Linked DNA regions of Pan troglodytes: region 2 is linked to region 1. The links are chromatin contacts, called in public Hi-C maps. All regions are on one chromosome and are shown on one strand. The core of a region is the stretch at or near the end of the contact, and the rest is flanking DNA. Distances in the headings are between cores, read along the strand shown.

The links. A called contact is a pair of places that touch in the nucleus more often than the background predicts.
Region 2: a Hi-C map of induced pluripotent stem cells shows a contact between it and region 1, with 2.2 times the contacts expected there. The contact joins the promoter of LINC02694 here to the enhancer-like site in region 1. A contact is called at or near these places in 2 of 7 Hi-C or Micro-C datasets (both in induced pluripotent stem cells).

What each region holds. Positions count from the first base shown.
Region 1 is chr16:30,553,219-30,558,566 of NHGRI_mPanTro3-v2.0_pri, forward strand. No RefSeq gene overlaps it. Among named protein-coding and RNA genes, the nearest start is that of RASGRP1, 41 kb to the left of the region's middle. Within about 2 kb of position 3,208, at least 5 of the 24 cell types and tissues checked have an H3K27ac peak or open chromatin away from gene starts, as enhancers often do. A contact at or near this core is called in induced pluripotent stem cells, where this site is marked.
Region 2 is chr16:30,637,891-30,643,238 of NHGRI_mPanTro3-v2.0_pri, forward strand. LINC02694 (long intergenic non-protein coding RNA 2694) reads left to right here and starts at 2,367. Exons shown (of 5, transcript XM_003314602.4): 1 at 2,367-2,486. The coding sequence starts at 2,367.

The sequences.
Region 1 (5,348 bases), core at 1,958-4,457:
ATAGAGAATCAGGAATGCTGAAATTAATTTACTACTCCATGCAAAAACAGCCTGTGCCACAAAGTAGAAATCAATGGGTAACTTTACAGGATAAAATTGATTTGCTTTTTTACAAATGGGAATCATCCCTATTTAGTTCTCTACAAGTTAATGTCTATCTCTACGGAGATGCAAAATAGTCGATGGCAAAGAAAAGCACAGACCTCTATAGAATCAGACAGCCCTGCTCCAGACAATGTCTAGCATTCAGTTGAAAGAACATCCATTAATCTTTTTGCTCATTTCAACATTTTTTCAGTTTTTCCTAACCCTGCTGTGTGCTTAAATCTGCGGGACTGCTAAATATGCTTTGTCTGAAATCATGGCGGGAAGGACTTCATAGCACTACTTGGCCTCTTACAATAGGGACATATTGAAAACCAGTTAAAAAGCGTTAAATATTCCCCTGGATGAAGAAACGATCAAAGATGAGAAGCTGAAACAGCCCATGCGGGAAGCAGATTTGCTTTACTGAGGCAGCCCGAAGCTGGAATCTGCATTGCTTGCTTTGGCTTTCCTGCCTCCTGCCTCTCCTGGAGTGCTGCCCTCGGCTGGGCCCACTGAGACCTAGCAGCAACAACTGGGACCCCAGATGATTGATTGCTCTGTTTTGCCTTTCTCCTTGTGGGAGACCAGAATAGGTCACCTCCTAAGATGAAGGATGTTTTAGCTGAAGACAGTTAAAAAATACTCAGATGAAGGAAAGCTCTTTGCCCTCCCTCTATTTGTCTAAAAGCAGGACACAGATTTCCAAAGCATCCCACCTACCCTCTCTACCAGGGAGAACAAAGGTTAACCACTGTTAAATTAAATTAAATCTGGCCTGAGGATGGCTCTGGACTTTGAGTCCCTATGTAAAGAACCGCAACCTAATTTAGTACAGGAACTACCTGAAAGTCTAATTTAGGTTTACACTTCGGTAACATAAAGCAGTCTCAGCCAATCACTGTAGCAGAGCGTCAGTCAATTGCAGATGTAACCAATCAAGCTGTTTCTGTACCTTACTTGGGTCTTCTGTCTGTAAATGCTGCCTGCCCACTTTGTGAAGTGGAACTTTCTGAATGTCTTCTGGTTCTGAGGGCTGCCCGATTTACAAACCGTTCTGAGATGGTACCCCACGAATCTACATGACTGTGCTTTGCTAACTAGCCTTTACTGCCTTTGATTTGCCTGCCCCCAAGTTGCTGCCCCTAGAGAGTTGAAGTCCTTTTACTCTGTCTTGTCACTTCTCTAAAAATTTACTATTCCTTGTTGAAGATGCTCTATAAGCCGGAATTCAAAGCCACCTCTTTGAGAGCTACTCATCCCCTTGGTATCTCCCATGTACATAGGAAATGTATATGTTAATAGACTTCTGTTTGTTTTTTTCTTGTTATAGGGGTCCATTTCAACTAATAACCTATGGGAGTTGAAGAAAAAAATTATTCTTTCTCTATACCCAGCACCCAAGACTTTCTCAGGGAGTTCCCAGAAAAAAAAAGAAAAAAAAAAAAAGAATGGTCCTCCGCTTATCCTCACTTGTCCCAGAGATCAAAAATAAAAAGGGAGGCAGTGTTTAGAACTCCAGCTCTCCAATTATTAACTTGCCCCAATCTTTTCTTTCTTTTCTGTCTCTCTTTCTTACCCGGGCTGGAGTACAGTGGCTTGATAACAGCTCACCGCAGCCTCGAACTCCCAGGCTCAAGCATTCCTCCCAGCTCAGCCTCCTTAGTAGCTGGGATTACAGGTGCATGCCACCACATTCAGTTAATTTTTGTTGGTTTGTTTTTGATAGAGATGGAGTCTTTTGCTGTATTGCAAAGGCTGGTCTCGAATTTCTGGGTGCAAGCAGTGATTCTCCTGTCTCAGCCTTCCAATGTGCTGGGATTACAGGACTGAGCCACTCTACCCAGTCCTCATTTTCTTAGAAAATGAAAAACACTATGGGGAATGCCAGAGGGCAACCTGGTTTGTGCGTGTGTGTGTGTGTGTGTGTGTGTCGGGGGGGCATATGGGTGTGGGCGTGGGTGTGAGTGTTGACAAAGATTCCCTCCTGGGCCAAACTTTACTCATGATCCTCAGCCCTCTTCTGGATTACACTTTAGCCTTGTCTTGATACCACACCCAGTTTTAGTAAGAATACAGCTTAGTCAGTTTAGCCAGAATCCCTTCACCCTTGATATCTGATCACCTCTGACTGCTGATCAAATTCCTCATCCCCAGCCTTTGATGCGTAAGTCCTCGGCCTGCCCTCAGCAAGAATCCTGTGAAGTTGGGTTAGCAAGAATCTCTCTGCTCTTGCTGTCTCCTCTTAGTAATTTTCCATCCACTGATATCCTCCCCCTGCTCCTTGGCTATAAATCTCTACTTGTCCATTTATTTGGAGTTGAGCCTGATCTGTTTCCTCTATTGTAATATCTCTCAATTCAATGGCCTTGAATGAAGTCTTCCTTACCATTTTAACAAATGTCCAAATAATTCTTTTTAACTGTGTGGTTGTGTGTGCTTGTGTGCGTGCAAGAGGGAGGACCTTTTTCAGAGGGGTAATACCTCTCAGTGACGGGGACACAAGGACAAAGAGTCTGGCAGGAAAAAGTAAAGAAGCGCCAGTTCTCCTATTCACTATATTAGCTATATAGGGAATTTACCTTTCTCCTCCTCTGTTTTCTAATCTGTAAAATGGAGATAATCATACCTATTGCATAGCATTGTTATGTGAACTTACTAATGTCTATTAACATTAATTATATTTATATTATATATACACTAAAACATTTTAAAACTTCTGTACGTTTTACATGTTTGTTTTTGTTTGTTAAATTGCAATATTTATTATTCAGAAGTTTTATTATTAACCTTTGCGAAAAGTACCATCTTTAACCTAAGTAGAGTGATAAAAAAAATGGTACAAAGAACATTACAAGCAGCTAAGGGGGGAATCATCTGAGTAGGGTGCTTTTTTCTGCCTTGGGTTGTTAAAAACCTCAAGGAAGAATCCTTTACTTGGTAACATCTAGAAAGTTAATTTTGCTCTTTCTCAGAGCAAGAGAGAAAAGAGATGACTGAATGCTGAATTCCCAAGAGGTGACTCAACAGTGCTCAGCGTTAGCCGTATTGTCCTGACTAAAACAATGGAGCAGGTGGTCTGTGCTCCGGGACCCCAGTCCTCAGACTGCTGTTTTCCCTGGGAGGAACTGCAGAGTGCACTGTCTCCCAGGAAAATAACTGATGGAGACAATGAGGGCAGGGAAGGTGGGAACAGTGGAATGGCCCAGCTGACCCTCTGGAAGGCGTTAACTCACCTCTGCTCTGGAGAAACCCTCCTGGAATAAATGTGTTCCCTGTTCTTGAGAGAAGGCTGGGCCACTAAGGAAGCAGCTATCTGCAGCCTTGGGGCCAGAGGAAAGGCTCACCTATGCCCTCTAGGTCACATTGTCTTAACCTTCAGGATTGTTTCCTGGAAAAATTCTCTGATGGTAAAGAAGAAACCTGAGAGAGGAGAACCTGAGGAGAAGAAAAGTCTCTGGGAAGCCTAAGCCCTTTGGAATCACGTGTAGCAAGGAAGCACGTGTGTTTCCCCAAGTGAGTGTCGGGGAGAAAAAGTAATATATTTTCTTCACCCATCACAAGATTCATGGTTGAGACTCCTGTAACAAAAGACAGATTAATGATAGAAGAGCATGCACATTTATTTAATATGTGACACAGGAATCTTCAGAAATAAAGACTCAAAGAAACAGGGAGAGCTGCGTATTTTTATGCTTAGTTTTGACGAAGAGTAGACAGTCATGTAGAGGTGTGATCAGACAGAGGGGATGTGACCTAATGGTAACGAACTGGGGGAAACTCAGCAGGCCTGTTTGTTCTGATACTTCTTGGAGTCTCTGTGTCTTCCACTCCTTTTCCCCAGGTATAGGGAGGACCCCTCTGGAATGAGAATCTTATGACCTACTTCAGGGAGCATCAGCTAGATTTTATGGCCGGCTTCAGGGGAGAAGGGAGGCAGAAAGTGAGAGTGGCCTTCCTGCTTCTGCGGCTTCCTTGATTGCCAAGGTGCCATATTTTGGGATAGCGTGTCCTGAACTGCATGATCGGATACATGTGCAATAAATTGGCAGTTTGGTCCGATGAATTTAATATGGATGTAAACGTGTGCAGTCAAAGAGAGTCAAAAGTCAAATTCTTTCAGGGAAAGGAACATAAACTGGGGAGGTAGTTAGCTGTGGAGCCACAGCCACTGATAAGAAGGTGTAAAAAAGTAGTTTGATGAAGAAAGGGCTCACTCACTCTGTTTGTGCTGTGGATTTCATTTGGTTGGTTAATTAATCCTTGATAAAGGTTTTTCTAAGGCACATGCGTTCCTTTCCCTTCTCTTTTAATGCTGCCAGTCATTGTTCCTGGCAACCACAGGGTGACCAATTTTCCACTTTTTTTTTTTTTTTTTTTGAGATGGAGTCTTGCTCTGTCACCCAGGCTGGAGTGCAGTGGCATGATCTTGGTTCACTGCCACCTCCACCTCCCGGGTTCAAGTGATTCTCCTGCCTCAGCCTCTGGAGCAGCTGGGACTACAGGTGCGCCACGCCGTGCCACCACGCCCAGATAATTTTTGTATTTTTAGTAGAGACGGGGTTTCACCGTATTGGCCAGGCTGGTCTTGAACTCCTGACCTCGTGACCCACCCGCCTCCACCTCCCAAAGTTCTGGGATTACAGGCATGAGCCACCGCGCCCAGCCTCCACTTTCTATATCAGATGTTGATCTCCAGAAAGCCAAAGATTTATCCCTGAAGATTAGAGAAAGTTCTCTTAGTGGGGAAAGCTACAGATGAGGAACAGAAAAAAAAAATATCTTACTCCTCATGCCACTGACATAACCCTAGATAAACGAAAAGCTATGTAGGTGGAGAGAAAGAATGAAGTATGAAGGCCACCTGGAGTTTCTGTAGGCCATGGGGAGGGTAGAGGTAGAAACTCTATTTCTATATTAATCTGCTCTTCTAAAACCTGCTTCAGTTCTTTAAAGTTTCATCTCTCCTTATATGCTTTCTAATAGCTAACTGGATGTCCAGAAATTATACTTAGAATTAGTATTGCTTTTAGAAATTAGTTTGGGTTTAAGAAACTGGGAATTAGGCAAGGTAGAGTGAGGCATAATTCTTTAGCTAATTTACTCATGTCACCGAATAATTCTTTTTAACACAGTCTCAAATGTTTTCCAAAGAATATGCCTCTGTGTAATATTAATAAATAATGCATACAGAGTTTTATGCTCATATAAGTTTGAGGAATACAGAGCTAATATAAGTTATTTGGGTTTCTTTATGATACGAT
Region 2 (5,348 bases), core at 1,117-3,616, 84 kb after region 1:
GTCACTCTCCTTGATAGCAGAGCCTGCCAATGCTTCTGATGTAATTGCCACACCAGCTGATACGAGGATTTAAGGAAAGGGAGTTCACACAGCACTTGGCGCAGGGCTTGATACGCAGAGCTCAGTAAGCGTTAGTTATGACTATTTTTTTTTTATTAACTCACTCTTTTACCAGTGTTCCCATGTGCTTTATGAATAACTTACCATGGCACTTATTTGCTTGGGAAGTTGTGTAGCCTCTTTGCACTGCAGTTTCCTCATCTGTGAGATGGGAATGCTAGCAGCACTGCTGTCTGGGGGTATCGTGAAGATGACTTGAGATGATGCATAAAGCCCTCTCAACAGGAAGCACCCAGAAGGCATCAGCCGTTACAGTTGCTTGGTGGGAGGGAGCTGAGCAACACCATAAGCATAGCTGGGCCTAATGCATGTTAGGTAATTCCAAGTACATTTGGGAAGGACAAATATGTCAAGACCTAGTCTAGTGAGGATCAGGAGAACTGCAGCTAGTGCTGTGGGGTGTCCACTGTGGGGAGGTGGGCAGAGTTGTATGGGTGCCCTAAGCTGTAGGTCTTCTGTGCCTTACTTACCTCCTGGGTTTGACTGGAAGACTTTTAGAGAAAACACTGAAACCACCTTTGCAAAAAATTATAACAGTAAGAAAATTAAGACAGTGAAAGAGATCTGACTTACCTGCCTCCATCTTGCATGTAACCTCCAAGCTGTCTTTGTTCATTCCTCGGCATAGGCTGAGCTGACGTTGGGAGGAACCTAGTTTATAGTTTAACTTTGAAACAAAGATGATAACAGCCCTTTGCTGAAATGAACCCTCTTCTTGCCGGGGGGACCAGAATGTCTTTGTAGGCCTAACAAATTAGCCACAAGATTAGAAATTATGGTGTAGGAGTCATGCAGCTAGCTAGAGGCCACAAGATTCTAAACCTTCTCAATTGCTCCTACGGATAACATCACTATTGTAAAACCTCAGATTGGTGCTCAAGATAGTTTTCAGACCCTGCACTGGATGGATCAGCTGGCACTACTCAGATCAACACACTGGCTCATCTGGTCTTGTGGCCCCCACCCAGGAAATGACTCAGCACAAGAGGACAGCTTTGACTCCCTGTGATTTCATCTCAGACCCAACCAGTCAGCTCTCCCTACTACTTGGCCCCCTACCCACCAAATTATCCTTAAAAAACCCCAGCCTCTAAATTTTGGGGGTGACTGTTTTGAGTAATAATAAAACTCTGGTATCCCATTGAGCCAGCTCTGCATGAATTAAACTGTTTCTCTCTTGCAGTTCCTCTGTCTTGATAAATCAGCCTGTCTGGGCAGTGGGCAAAATGAACCCCCAACAGGAGGATTTCAAATGTAAAGGTAAGGAAAACTATTACATGTCCCTGTGTTCTGGCAGCAGGTATGAGGCTGTGCCAGCCCTCCCTCTTGCCTGTGGATGGGACACTGTGAGCTATTCCAAAGAAGAATAAAGATGTGATCATTGCATTCAACTGAACCCCTTCGATGACCTGTGATTAGTCTGGGTAACATGTACTGCTCAGAAAGAAAGAGATATTGGAGATTTGTGTTTTCATCTGTCTAATTCAAAACATGCATGTGGATGAAGGGGACAAGCTCTGTCCTGGGGAGGGACAATGTACTCCTCTACCAAAGTAATTTTGTATTCTCAGTCCCCATTGGTGGCTCACACCCTCCCCACAAGTCTGACTTTGGATTTTCCCCTTTTTGGCCTACTTCCTTCTGGAGGCAACTCTGGGTGAAAGAAACCTCAAGGGGCAGGTGGTAGGAAGTCAGGCCAGGCTATTAGACTGGGGAAGGGAGAGAATATGGAGGCCAAGTCTTCCTGCTAATAGGAGATGAGGCTTTAGAAGCCACGAAAGACATAAGACTAACCAATGCTACCTGGCAATCCATTTCTATCAGCTCCAATCCTGGCTGCCTTTCAGCATTCACAGTCCAGTGCAGAGGAGGGTCTTTGAAGGTATAGGGATCAGAAAGAATTTCCTCCTTAGGTAAGATAAACTTTAATTTCTTTCTCTCTTCTCAGTAGGATTAACCTGATCTTCAAGGGAGAAAGCCAAGAGCCAGGGCAACCTTAGGTCAGGGGCTGGGGCCTTCTAAATGCAAGGGGATGTGCCTGGGAGATGTGTTCATGCTGGTCCTAGCCCAAGGTGGGAAAGTACTGGAGCTCGGGGGGCGGTGGCGATATGGAATTGGGAGGTAGGAGGTACTGCCAAGGCAATAAAAGAGAAAGTGTTAGCAGTTCCTATTCTAGGAGCAGCTTACTCTACAGGGAGGCAAGAGTGCATACTTTTATAGAGCTTCAAAGGAAAGAATAGTCGGAGATGCAGGCTCAGGAAGTAGGGCAGAAAATCCAAAGTCGGTGGCCTTATGGTATTGTCTGGATGAGCATGTTTTGCACTTTGAAGCTTCACAGACCCAGTGTTAGGGGAAGCCGCTTCAAGGTGAGGATCTAAGCCTCTCCATCAGACAGCAACTTCAATACCCAGCAAAGCGTAAAAAGCAATATTTTACTCATGTGAATGTACACGTGAAACAAGAGGGGGGAAGTGTGCCTGAAAAAAATAGCAAGCATCAAGTAGATGTGTTCTAAAGTAAAGAATAGGAGACCAGTAATTGCAGACCAAAAAGCTTTTTCCTCTCCAGAGCCCGAACACTAATGCAGGCATTGTTCCTCCTTCAGAAACCCCTCTTAATAGAGCATTAGTACTTCAGAACATTTATACCTATTAGGATATGCTCATCACAGCTCTTGACAAAGCCTCTAAATTATACCTTTTATAATTCCGTTATTCTTTTTGTGCTGCGAAGTCTTATGCTGTGCGTTAATGCAAGGCAATTAGCTTTATCAGGAAGAAAAGAAAAACTGGCTTGACTTCTTGCAAATGCTGAAATTGCCAGATCACACACTCTGTTACTATCGCCCTTGAGCGCCACCTTCAGGCAGTTCTTTGGTACTGTTGTGGAAATTTCTAGCCTTCTCAAGGTTGCTTGTGAACTGAAAGGCACAGACAGACCCCTTTCCTTAAGCTGCCTGTTGGAATATGGTGATACAGATAAGTATAAGAACCTTCCAAAAGGCAGTTTTATTTCTGGTGGCTGATTTTTCACTGATTTGATTATTTTATAATGACTAAATGTTAGAAAGAGGCCTTTCTAACATTTAATTTGGGGGCCCTAAATGAAAAATTACTGGACTGAAAAACTGGTTTGACTCATTAGTCACTGAGGTTATTGACTAAATGAATAAATTTACTAGATGTTTTACTGAAACCCAAGATGATCCTGATTCTTAAATTTAGCTGTTAATTTCAACCACCTTCCAAATTTCAAACCTGGCCTTCTTCTCCAATTTTATATTTTTAAACCTGGCAATTAATTACTAGATGATGTTCTTCATTTTCATGTAGGGATTCTGATGAATAGGAAAAAAAGAAGAGAAAAAGTTTCATAACCTTAACAAACTACGTTTACTAGTTAAAAACCATCTAGAAACCCGCTGATCTGATTCAAATAACTCCACTTATCTGTTGGTCTCTACTCACTCTTAGCTTCTATTGGCTGCCTCAGAGTTGAACTTGGCTTGACTTTCAGCTCTCCTGCTTTCTGTATGATTATATCACATAGAATGTTCTCAGCTTCAAGTAATAAAAAATCCAACAAAAACTGGCCACATCAAACTATTAACTCACTTAACACAGAAAGTCCGGGCGAGAGCAGTTTCAGGGTTGGGTAATTCATCTGTTCAATAATATCTCTTTTTTTTTTTGAGATGGAGTCTTGCTCTGTTGCCCAGGCTGGAGTGCAGTGGCGTGATCTCAGCTCAGCTCACTGCAACCTCTGCCTCCCAGGTTCAAGCGATTCTCCTGCCTCAGCCTCCTGGCTAGCTGGGATTACAGGTGCCTGCTACCATGCATGGCTAATTTTTGTATTTTTTTTTTAGTAGAGATGGGGTTTCACCATGTTGGCTAGTCTGATCTTGAGTTCCTGACCTCAGGTGATCTGCCTGCCTCAGCCTCCAAAAGTGCTGGGATTACAGGCGTGAGCTCGGTCCAATAATATCTTAAGTAGCCGGGCTTTCCCCTTCTTTTTCCCCTGCCGAATTTAGTGTGCTGGCTTTTGTTCTCCAGATGGTGTCCACAGTTCTAGGCATCACCTCGGGGTGCAGCACAGTCTGTTTCATCAACACAATATGTTTGTGTTTCAAAGAAAGGAATTTTGCTTTCCCAGAACCCAGCAGAACACTCTTCCTCCATGCTAATGAGAATGGAAATTATCATGAGTAGTTTAGGTTGGCCCATCCCAGTCCTGGCTGCACTTTTGAATCACTGGGGAGCTTTATAAAACGACTGAGGCCTAGACTCACTCCAGATAAGCTGGTTTAACTAGACTGGGATGGTTCTAATGGGCAGCCAGTGCTCAGACCACTGGCGTAGTTTAGTCATGATTCCCTTACATTGGCAGCGAGCAGCTCAGCCTCCCCTGAGCATGGCCCACCTGGTGCCTTTAAAAATTAGGGTTCTAATACTGGCAGGAGGTCCAGAGGGATGGTAATCCGGCAGTCAGACAAGCACATTTCTATAACCAGTCAACTGTACTTTGAGTCTTTAATCTTTTGCCTGGAAAATAGGAATTATAATATGTGACTTGCAAGGCATGCCTGCAGGGGTTGCAGCTCAGAAAACTCTGGAATGGGTCAGGGAGAATTCCAATCTTAGCTGTTTCTCAATCGCCAAAGCTCACAGAGATACCATTTTGTCTTTCCCTTTTTTTTTTTTCTCTTCTCAGGCTTCCCTCTTCCTGACTCAGGACAAGGCCTTGGGGTTGGGTGGTGGCAGGGAGAAGGTTCCAGGTGACTTCTTACTGTGCTTCTAAAGCAGCATTATTCACAGTAGTTGAGATATGAAAACAATGTGTCCATTGACAGATGACTGGATAAAGAAAATGTGGCATGCGTGTGTGTGTGTGTGTGTGTGTGTGTGACACACACAATGGAATATTATTTAGCCTTAAAAAGGAAGAAATCCTGCCAGTTGTGACAACATGGATTAACCTGGAGGACATTACGTTAAGTGAAATGTACCAGACACAGAACAACAAATATCATATGATCTCTTTTATATGAGGAATCTAAAAATAATCAAAACAGAGAGTAGACTGGCAGTTACCAAAGGGACCAGGGGCAGATGTAGGTCAAAGGGTACAAAACTGCAGTTACATAGGATGAATAAGTCTTGAAATCTAATGCACAGCACAAGGACGATATAATATTATATTATATACAGATGCTTCTCTAACATAACCTT